2 separate regions of the Ovis aries genome follow, and region 2 is linked to region 1. A link is a contact called in public Hi-C data. All regions are on one chromosome and are shown on one strand. Each heading gives the region's core, a stretch centred on a gene start, on an enhancer-like site or on the middle of the called end of the contact. The rest is flanking DNA. Distances are from core to core; before and after follow the strand shown.

The links. Hi-C and Micro-C count contacts between places; a contact is called where the count stands out from the background.
Region 2: a contact with region 1 is called in a Hi-C map of hypothalamus, with 8 times the contacts expected there. The contact joins the enhancer-like site here to the promoter of NSG2 in region 1. A contact is called at or near these places in 6 of 16 Hi-C or Micro-C datasets (blood, hypothalamus, liver and 3 more).

Annotation. Positions count from the first base shown.
Region 1 is chr16:5,915,836-5,921,556 of ARS-UI_Ramb_v3.0, reverse strand. It overlaps NSG2 (neuronal vesicle trafficking associated 2), which reads right to left and starts at 3,806. Exons shown (of 5, transcript XM_042233680.2): 1 at 3,674-3,806; 2 at 2,635-2,785. The coding sequence starts at 2,763.
Region 2 is chr16:6,242,783-6,248,042 of ARS-UI_Ramb_v3.0, reverse strand. No RefSeq gene overlaps it. Among named protein-coding and RNA genes, the nearest start is that of NSG2, 330 kb to the right of the region's middle. Within about 2 kb of position 3,677, at least 10 of the 54 cell types and tissues checked have an H3K27ac peak or open chromatin away from gene starts, as enhancers often do. A contact at or near this core is called in hypothalamus and liver, where this site is marked.

The DNA.
Region 1 (5,721 bases), core at 2,557-5,056:
CAGGAAGAAAACTCATAATATTGGGGTCTAATATACGCCTCTCTGATAACCTTTTCAGCTTTAAACCCTCACCATCTGGCTGGACCTAATGAGAGGGCTGACAAATGTGTCAGAACTCGCCTCACCCTCTCTAAAGCCCTGTCAGGTGGAGTGCTCCCTCTACCCACGAGGAGGCTGAGGCTGGGCCAGCTGGCCCCCTATTCCTGCTGAGCACTGCCTGGGCTCTGGGTCTTCTAGGAGGCTTAACAACTCTGGGATTTGGGAAGTGACTTTACCACCATGCCTGAGTTTCATCATCTTTAAAAACTGGATTAAAGGAGCAACTCCTTTATTAGATCCTATTAACTACTGAAAGGATGAAAGGAAATTCTGTGTCTGTGTGTATGTGTGTACTTCTGACTTAAAGTCTACCATAAGTAGCACATGAAAATGATAGTTATTATTCTCGTATGGCTAGTTTCGTGCCAGGCACTGTATATATAAGGCCAAATCTAACACTGCCCCGACCATTATGAAGTAGGTGTGACCCCCCTCACTTCACGGAGGACACTGAGGTCCACCTGGTATGAAGACTCTGTTAAGGACACCTGCCAAAGTCGGCGAGGTGCCCCCGGGGGATGTGTCCACTCAGGGATTTTCACCCTCCAAGATGCACTGGTTTCCTTTTCCATGCATGCAAGTCCACGATGTATTTATCTTCAGGCTTTGGGACAGTTTTTTGGCACATCTGGACTGGCTCAGTGGTTATCAGGCACATTTCCTGTCACAAGGAGAGAAAGAAGTCCTTGGAGGTGGGGAATGGGGTGAGGAGTAAGGGGTGACAGAGACCACGATATCTCTGGATGGCCCGCAGGTGTGTGTAGAGCTGAGGGGAGAGGTAACCTCACCACAGTCCCTTTTCCTTGCATGCCTCTCAGGGACGTAAAGATCCTTGAGACTAAAGGGGAAAGATTCTTCCTAAAACTTCGCAAAACCTTGAGCAAATATCCCCTCTGCTTCTCCTCAATTTCCACTAAATCTGCGATCAAATTCCAGCATCGCCACTTACTCCTCTGTGAGCTTGGATAAATCGCCAAATTTCTCTGATCCTCCTCCACCTTTTGCCTGCAGACGTGGACGGATGTACAATCCCTGGGCAACATGGCTCTAGCACAGTGGTTCTCAACCTTGGCGGCACACAGGAGTCCACCTGGGAAGGTTTAGTTAATAGTGATGCTTGGGTCTCACCCCCCAGAGATCCTGATATAATTGTTCTGGGGTGTGGCCTAGGTATCAAGACTTTCAAAGGTTCCCCAGTTAACCCTAATATACAGTCACAAACTGAGAACCTCTGCTCTACAGGTAACTAATACCCAATTAATATTACTCCTTCACAGTAACAGTGTTAACTGCCTATTAGCAAATCTTATCTTCAAAAGGCCTTATCAGTCGCTCAGGATGGCTCCGTGATTCTTTATTTCTGGAACCCCTATGCATATTTTCATATTGACAACCTCTGCACTTTCAAAACAGATGACTCAACCCGCAGCCAATCAGCCAGGCCCTTTATCTAGCTTTGGCTTCTCTTCTGTTCATTGGATAGAGCCAATTGGTTAAGACACACAATGCCTTCCTGGAGATGCCAATGAGAAAATCAAACAAATGGAATGATCCATTGTTCACTCTTCAGCTAGGGAACTTCATCATTTGCCTCCTAATCTATCTCTTATGGCATGCAAAAGCTCACATTCTAAAACCCCAAGTTCTCTCAGAGGGATCTGAATATCACTTCTCCCACCTGTGCTCATAGAATGACTCTCCCACTTTTGTATAAACGCTCACCTCCATTCTTCATGGACTCCTCCCACGTCAGGAGATGTGCCATCAGCCAGTCACTCATTTCCAGCCACGCCTCCCAAAAAACACTCTATTCCAGTCATGCTATTTCCCCAAAGCTCTCCATGCTTTGCACATTTGTGCCCTTTGCCTTAAATGCCTTTCCCTCCAGTGGCCTCCAATTTCAAATGTTCCCCTCTGCAGCTGACCTAACCTGTCCTCCCAGTTCCCTCTCTGCCACAACAGAATTTAGTTGTTTCCATCCCAGTGATCTCACAATCTTCGTAACGCTCAGGCATTGCTTTTACCATGATGCTTTATATTAATTTAAGTCTCATATTGATGAGGGATTTTGTAATGTGTGTTTTTATAACTAACTTCCAGGGTAGGAACAGGGCTTTAGCAGGTGCAAACTAAATGCTTGTTGGACTGCATCCAATTCTCTGACCTCAGATTTGTAGCAGTCAATTTTTAAAAGACCTTCCCCAAATAATCAAGACCATTTTCTTTTTGTTCAAATCTGGAAGCTTATTAGTATTCATCCACTATGATAAAACTTTTTAAAAGAAAGGTTAATTTTTTTGCCTACATATGTGAACAAAATCATGAACAAGCACTTACCATAAACCTGAAACAACACAAGAGGTGTCATGTCTCTAGAAGGAATACCTACATTTTACAAGAAGGGGAACGTATTTGGCTGATAAGGGAAGGAAAGGGTTTGAGGGAGGTGGAATTTTCTTGCTGCTTTATTTCCTGAGATGAGGGGAGCACGGGGAGCACGGGGGCTGCTGATGAGAACCAGAGCACCTGCTTTACCTTTTCCGGAGCAGGCAGCTGTAAGTGATTAACCTCCAGGGGCGTGATGAGAGGGACGGTCTGGAAGCCGTCCTCAACTGAAGGTGGTTTGGCTCCCTTCTCACTGGGGTTACTGTTCAGCTTCACCATTCTGATGCCTTTCTTCCCAGACCTAAGACAAGCAGTAGAATTCTAGTTATAGTGGGGAGAGAGGCAGGAAAGAGAGGGCTGACGACAGAGAAGACAGCGCTGCCCTCAACAGCTCCACTCTGGCGGCTTCAGTGTAGACACCATCATCGGTCTTCCGCTAGATTTCCTGACATGATCCCTATTATCCAGGAAAACTTCTTTAATCATCAAGAAATGCCACCTGCCTATGGCACTCACCAGCTTTCAAATTTGAGAAACTCAAGGAAAATCCCAGTCTTATACACAAAATATACAACCTTAAAAATATAGCCAAGACACAGAGCTAACATAATCACATAATCTCAGTGGAAAGCTAATTCTTAGTGAAAAAATAAATCCTATTATTCTGGGTCATCCTGCAGTATGATAAATTTCACCTTACCATCTTGATTGCTATTTTATTATATTGTGTTTCCCCCCATTAATCTCCCTAAAATACAATAAATACATTCAATGCCTCTATGTGTAGTATACCCTTTTACACAATATGTAGGTTGTACAGGAGATACAATTTCTTAAAACAAAAAAGGACTGGCTTGAACCTGATCCTGATTCAGCCATGGAATGCCTCCATTTCCTCAATAGCAAAGGGCCATTTTTTTTTTTTTTGGTTCCACGGAAAGTTAGCAACCCCCGTATTGCAAGATTGCCAACTAAATAAACAAATCACATTTATTTCTTTCCAGCTCCCTTGGAAGTCAAACGGTGTTCCCACCCCACCCCCAGAAGCCCAATACAACTGAATTCTTCTTGTCAATCCTGCTGACTGGAACATTATTAGACAAAATAGGGTTGTTGTGGGGGTGAAAGGGATGGGCAAGGGTTGGAGGATACTGGGGAGTGGTTATAGCAAAAACAAATGCCTACTTACTGTGCAGCACTCTCAGGGGTCAGAGCAGATTCAAACCAGTTTGAAGAGGAGGACGGCCGGGAGTCCTGCCTCCTCAGCCGGAGCTTGTGGTGCTGAAAGGACAGCGCCTTGCGTGCGTCTGGATTGGGAGCTTCTGAGAGCGAGGCGCCAGCGAGCGGGCTCCTGGCAGCTGTCTGCCCGCTTGCTCGTTCGCTCGCTCGCTCGCGCCCCCTCCCACCGGGAAACGGGCTCCCACACCATCTGTCATCTGGCACCACCTGCTGTTTCTCATGCATGGCCACAACCACAGCATGGGACAAAATGGTTTCAAGAAAGTGGGAGGGATTCTGGCCATTAAAAAAAGAAAGAAAGAAATTAATAGGCACCGTCTTATTATACAAGCAATCCTTGAGCCTTTAGAAAAACTGGAGGAGGCGGCATACTCATTAAGAAAAGGGACCACGCCGAAGATTTTCCAGGACAATATTATGAAAGACAGAATTGTTCAGGACTTAACTCCGTGCTCTGACCTGTGTATGGAAAGAAGGAGAACTAATATTTATTGAGTATCTCCCATGCACTGGGCCCTTTTCCAGGTTATTTCAGACTATTTCTCTCATTTGCAAATTGCGATTTCTAATAGTGCCTACATGATGGGGTTAGAGTGAAGTGTGAATGTGATAACTTGCAGAAAGCATTTAGCTCAGAGCAAGGTGCCTGACTAGCAGTGCACAAGCGTAAGCACCTTTTCTCACAATGCTGTGACCATGCAGGTCAGCTAAGGTCACAGAGCTAGCTGAGCACCAGGTATCTGAACCCTGATCCACTGCTGTCAAAGCGTGTATGCAGTCCACATGACAGAGCTTCTAGGTTGGCGTCTGGAATCAGAGAGGGCAAAGTGCTGGAGTCAGTTCTACGAAGTTTCGGTTGTGGGGACATTTTGAATTCCCTCTCCAAGCCTTCTTTATCTCTGATGTGGGTATAATAACGTCTCCCTTGCCAAGCAGTTGTGAATATGAGAAGATATTGCACTCAAGGAAGCCCCTTTCAGCTCAGGGACAGGGTTCTGAATGGTTAAACTGTTTCATCCCTGGAGATTGCTCTTACATGCCCTTTCAATCCTCTGAGGTCAAGACTGTTTCCACTAGTTTCTCCCAGACGTATCCACACCACCACTGGCCATTCATTCCCAGCTGCAATGCTGTTTATGATGTACTTCATAAGGTCTTGGTGTAAGTAATAGCATCCTCTTTCACTGTCAAAAGTATCCCAGCTTGCATGATAAATTATTTGGTCACCTTGGTTGGTGTTCACATATGGAGCATAGCATACACTCTCCTAGTTAAAATGCCAGGAGAAAACACATATATTACCTGTACTGTTTAGGAATGAAATGGGTGTGTGTGTATGTGTGTGTGTGAATGTGTGTTTGTATATAGAAAAAGAGATGTTTCTGAGACAATAGAGGCTATATTGCATCAGAGCTGAGTAGGACACTTCTATTAATAGAAGAATGCATACATATAAGAGGGAGGTATTCCAATAAATGTGAGCCCTCCATTCCCTGCTTTCCCAAAGACCTGGGTGATTTTCAGGTGCAAGCACTAAGGGCAACATAATGGAAGCAGCTGTGAACACTTGTACTTGATCCTATTATGCTGCCTCCAAAGGAAAAGGGAAGTCCCTTTAACACAGCTTATGACAGAGTCACAAGCAGAGAACCACAGGACCTGAGAATCTAGTAAGGTCTAGGATAAGGGCCTGCCTCGTGTAAAATCCAGGATTCTTGATATTTGAGGCCAGGAGAGAGGGTGCAGAAAGAAATGGGGGTCTGCAGTGATGTAGAGAAGCCCCCTGTTGGAGAATGATATGAGGGGTGTTTAATATAATGGACAATTATTCTCTCGTAGAGCCCTGGAAAAGATGTTTGACAATTGACAACAAAAATAATGACATTTTGTCATGAGGTTCTCCAAGTATGCGGATGTAGATGTAGTATATAAGACAATAAGTAAAGGGTAAAGGGGCCAATCTGATGGTATTATTTCTGCATTCCACTTGAAGTGGTA
Region 2 (5,260 bases), core at 2,428-4,927, 330 kb before region 1:
GGCGTCGTCAGATTCCAAGGGCTGAGAGAGAAAAGAAATTTATCAGGCCCGTCGATGTGCAAAGCTCTGTGAGCCAAGGGTTGTTATTTCTGGTTTATAGATGAGAAAACAGACGCCCAATGAGGTGATGACCTTGACCAAGGGCACTCAGCTCACAGGCCATAGTTAGGTTGTGGACCTTGCTCTGTCTGATGCCTGAGATCTTGCTGTTCCCCTGATCCCAGCTGCCTCCTGGCTGGGGAGGGCTGCCTCTGACTGAGAAGCCAGAAAGCCACCCTCGACCTCTACTCCCCAAGCCTGCTAGGCCCAGGGGAAGCCTGGCCTCCTCTTATTAACCTGATTTAGGGTTTGGGAAACAGAAATATACCCAGTTATGCTCTCCTTTAAAGGTATTGATGAGCTCATGGTCTTTTCTCTGCATTCCCACTGACCTATTTAGAAGTAAAATGGAAAAAAATTAAATTATTTAAATCAAAGGCAAATTATAAAATACTTAGCAACCAAGTTAATACAAAAAGATACAGCACCTATATGAATGAAGCTGTGCAGCCTTAATGAAGATGCAAAATATGTCTTAATGAGCAGAAAAAAAATTTCAGGTACCTGAATAGGAAAATGAATTACCATAAATTCTTACCACTTCAGTTAGGATCTCAGTAGGTTTTGAACAGGACAAAGTTATTTTCAAGTTCTTATGAAAGGAAAAATGTCAAGAAAATGCAAAATATTCTTGAAAAGGGAAAATACTTCCAGAAACAATCAAACAAACAAGCTAATTTAAGAGACAGCAAAAGTACAGTAGGGCAATGACCAGCAAGAAAGCAATGTTACAGGACAGCGTGTTAAAAACACACCCAAGTTCACAGGGAAACTTGATATTTAAAATAGTGGCCTTTCATTTCATTGAGAAATATATGGTCCTTGACATCTGGTGGAAAACAGTATCTGGGCCACATTGATCATACATTTCAGATAAAAGATTCAAGGTAAATTAATAATCTAAATAAAAAAAACAAAATGAAAATAATAGAAGACATCTTAGGAAAATATCTTTGAATGGAGATGATCTCAGACAAGTCAGGAGAATATACACACGACTGTATATTCAGTAGATGGTCAGCACGGACCTACTGCACAGCATAAGGAGCTGTACTCAGTATCTTGTGATAACCTGCGACGGAAAAGAATTGTAAAAAAGAATCTGAGTCACTTAGCTGTACATCTGACACTAACACACTATCAGTTCAGTTCAGTTCAGTTGCTCAGTCGTGTCCGACTCTTTGCGACCCCATGAATCGCAGCACGCCAGGCCTCCCTGTCCATCAACAACTCTCGGAGTTCACTCAGACTCACGTCCATCGAGTCCGTGATGCCATCCAGCCATCTCATCCTCTGTCGTCCCCTTCTCCTCCTGTCCCCAATCCTTCCCAGCATCAGAGTCTTTTCCAATGAGTCAAGTCTTTGCATGAGGTGGCCAAAGTACTGGAGTTTCAGCTTCAGCATCATTCCTTCCAAAGAAATCTCAGGGCTGATCTCCTTCAGAATGGACCGGTTGGATCTCCTTGCAGTCCAAGGGACTCTCAAGAGTCTTCTTCAACACCACAGTTAAAAGCATCAATTCTTCGGCTCTCAGCTTTCTTCACAGTCCAACTCTCACATCCACACATGACCACAGGGAAAACCACAGCCTTGACTAGACAGACCTTTGTTGGCAAAGTAATGTCTCTGCTTTTGAATATACTATCTAGGATGGTCATAACTTTCCTTCCAAGGAGTAAGCGTCTTTTAATTTCATGGCTGCAGTCACCATCTGCAGTGATTTTGGAGCCCCCCAAAATAAAGTTTGACGCTGTTTCCACTGTTTCCCCATCTATTTCCCATGAAGTGATGGGACCGGATGCCATGATCTTCGTTTTCTGAATGTTGAGCTTTAAGCCAACTTTTTCACTCTCCTCTTTCACTTTCATCAAGAGGCTTTTTAGTTCCTCTTCACTTTCTGCCATAAGGGTGGTGTCATCTGCATATCTGAGGTTATCGGTATTTCTCCCGGCAATCTTGATTCCAGCTTGTGCTTTTTTCAGCCCAGCATTTCTCATGATGCATATAAGTTAAATAAGCAGCGTGACAATATACAACCTTGACGTACTCCTTTTCCTATTTGGAACCAGTCTGTTGTTCCATGTCCAGTTCTAATTGTTGCTTCCTGACCTGCATATACGTTTCTCAAGAGGCAGGTCAGGTGGTCTGGTATTCCCATCTCTTTCAGAATTTTCTACAGTTTCTTGTGATCCACACAGTCAAAGGCTTTGGCATAGTCAATAAAGCAGAAATAGATGTTTTTCTGGAACTCTCTTGCTTTTTTGATGATCCAGCGGATGCTGGCAATTCGATCTCTGGTTCCTCTGCCTTTTCTAAAACCAGCTTGAACATCTGGAGGTTCACGGTTCATGTATTGCTGAAGCCTGGTTTGGAGAATTATAAATCAACTATATTTCAATAAAAATTTTAAAAATAAAAATAAAACAAGTCAGGAAACCCAGGTGCTTCGACAGGTAGGAGAAACAGAGCTGACTGCTCAATATACTTCAAATTCTGAAAAGCAAAAGATCCCATAATCAAAATCAAAATGTTTGGGGAAAACGTTACATATGCGAGAGTCAATTGTTCCCAGTATATGAAGAAATCCTACAAAGTGATAAATAAGAGGCAAACAATGAATCTAAAATTGAACAAAAAATATGAACAAGCAAATCTTTTTGTAATTAGGGAAGTGCAAAATAGAAGAAAATGAAATATTGCTTCCACCCCTTATATTTGCAACATTCAAAAGAATGGTCAATCTGATTCTGATGTGGAGATTAAGTATGTAAATGTTAGTGGCTCAGTTATGTCAGATTCTTTGCAACCCCATGAACTGCCCTCCAGGCTCCTCTGTCCATGGAATTCTCCAGACAAGAATACTAGAGTGGGTAGCCATTCCTTCTCCAGGGAATCTTCCTGACCCAGGGTTCAAACCCTGGTCTCCTGCATCACAGGCAGGTTCTTTACCCTCTGAGCCATCAGGGAAGCTCTGATGTGGGGAGTGGTCCTCCTCTTACAATGGTGTGGGAGTGCTGATGGCTATAATCGTTTTAGAAGGAATTCTGGGGGAAAAAAATACTGTAGGTTCATAAACACGTATCTTTTGGCCCAGGAATACCACTCTTGAAAAACCTACCCACTAGATATTAAAACACACACATGGAAATGCACTGAACGTGGAGACACAAGAGGAGGAAGCTACCTGGGAGTTTCTGGGACTAGTGTGGGGGATAGGGGAGAGAGTGCAAGTAAATCGAGGTAATCTCTCCAGTGAATCACTGTGCACCTGTTACCCAGCAGAAGACCTAGGGAGATGGCCAAGATGCTTAGGTAAAAATAACAAACTGAAGAGAAGTGTATGAGGCACACTCTTATTTGTGGTCAAACAGAAAGCCCCCAAAGACATGAATGAATACATGAGCACAGAGGAATCCTGTATTTCAGCAGAGTCCCAAGCCTGCTCAGCCCTGAAGTCTCCACAGCCCTGAGCACAAGGGACGCCTCCGAGCGGTTCCCACACAGGGGCGGCCACGCTGGGAGCATCTGCGCCCTGGAAATTGGCAAATGCTGGGTATGTTCCGGTTTTATGCCCTGGAAGCCAGTAGTTAACTGTGACCAGCACATTGCTGCCACAAGGGGGCCGGAAAGGGGAACAAACACTGTCTGCAGAAGCTCCCAAAGACCTACTTACTCTTCACACTAGGAAATAGACAAATACAGATTAATTTTTATAGCACACAGGGGACCCATCCAGGCTCCATCAAAGGAACACGGTTCTTTCAGGAGGAGCCTGTGGTCTGTGTAGCCTGAGCCACTGCACCAAGGGCTATGCTGCATCTTGGCCACTTGAGGGCAGTATAGCCACAGTCAAGTCCCCGCACGGCCTGGGTGACGCTCCCAGCTTCTGCCAGAAGCCGGGCTTCTCAGCTCCTCCCCGCCCTGGGACCCTCCCCGTAAGGGGAGGCGGGGAGAAAGGAGGGAGAAGACTCAACCTTAGTTTACTTACGGAGAAGGCAATGGCACCCCACTCCAGTACTCTTGCCTGGAAAATCCCATGGGCGGAAGAGCCTGGTAGGAGGCAGTCCATGGGATCGCTAAGAGACACGACTGAGCGACTTCACTTTCACTTTTCACTTTCGTGCTTTGGAGAAGGAAATGGCACCCCACTCCAGTGTTCTTGCCTGGAGAATCCCAGGGATGGGGGAGCCTGGTGGGCTGCCGTCTATGGGGAAGCACAGAGTCGGACACGACTGAAGTGACTTAGCAGTAGCAGTAGTTTACTTGAGCCGGAAGGATGTTGATTTCAGAGGTGGGGATAACAGTAATAGCCTTTCAGCCTGTGTGCTTGGTCACCCAGTCGTGTCCGACTCTTGCAACCCCACGGACTGTAGCCCACCAGGTTCCTCTGTCCATGGGATTCTCCAGGCAAAAATACCGGAGTGGGTTGCCATTTCCTTCTCCAGGGGATCTTCCCGACCCAGGAATCGAACCTGAGTCTCCTGCATTGCAGGCAGACTCTTTACCAACTGAGCTACAAGGGAAGACCACTAAAATGAAAACCACTCAGTCATGTCGGACTCTTTGCAACCCCACAGACTATACAGCCCATGGAATTCTCCAGGCCAGAATACTGGAGCGGGTAGCCTTTCCCTTCTCTAGGGGATCTTCCCAACCCAGGGACTGAACTTAGGTCTCCTGCATTGCAGGTAGATTCTTTACCAGCTGAGCCACAAGGGAAGTCCGCCTGCTCAGCCTGTTACCATGTAAACCACGTGGTCCCCCTTGCAGTGTGGGAGCCATTGCAAGATCATGAGCCTCAGTCTCTCCATCTGGAACCACAGAGGATCCACAGAGGATGATAGTACTGCTGTCAGGGGGCTTTGTGACAATTAAATAATATGACCTGTCAAGAGTTAAGTACTATTTTATAGAGTAAAACACTGACTGACATGGAGAAGTGACTGACCAAGGCTGCACAGTGAGTGGGGTCTGGTCACGGGACTTGGTCTCGTCTGCATAACGGCACAAAGCTCTCCTCCCCGACCTGGCACAGCAGAGATGATGGAGAGTCTGCAGGCTGCTCTGGGGCCCGAGCCACTCTGCCCCCCACCCCTACCAGGGTAGGCCACCTGGGACTCCGTGTTCCCCTCTCTGAGCACGACTCCTTCCTTGTAAAGTG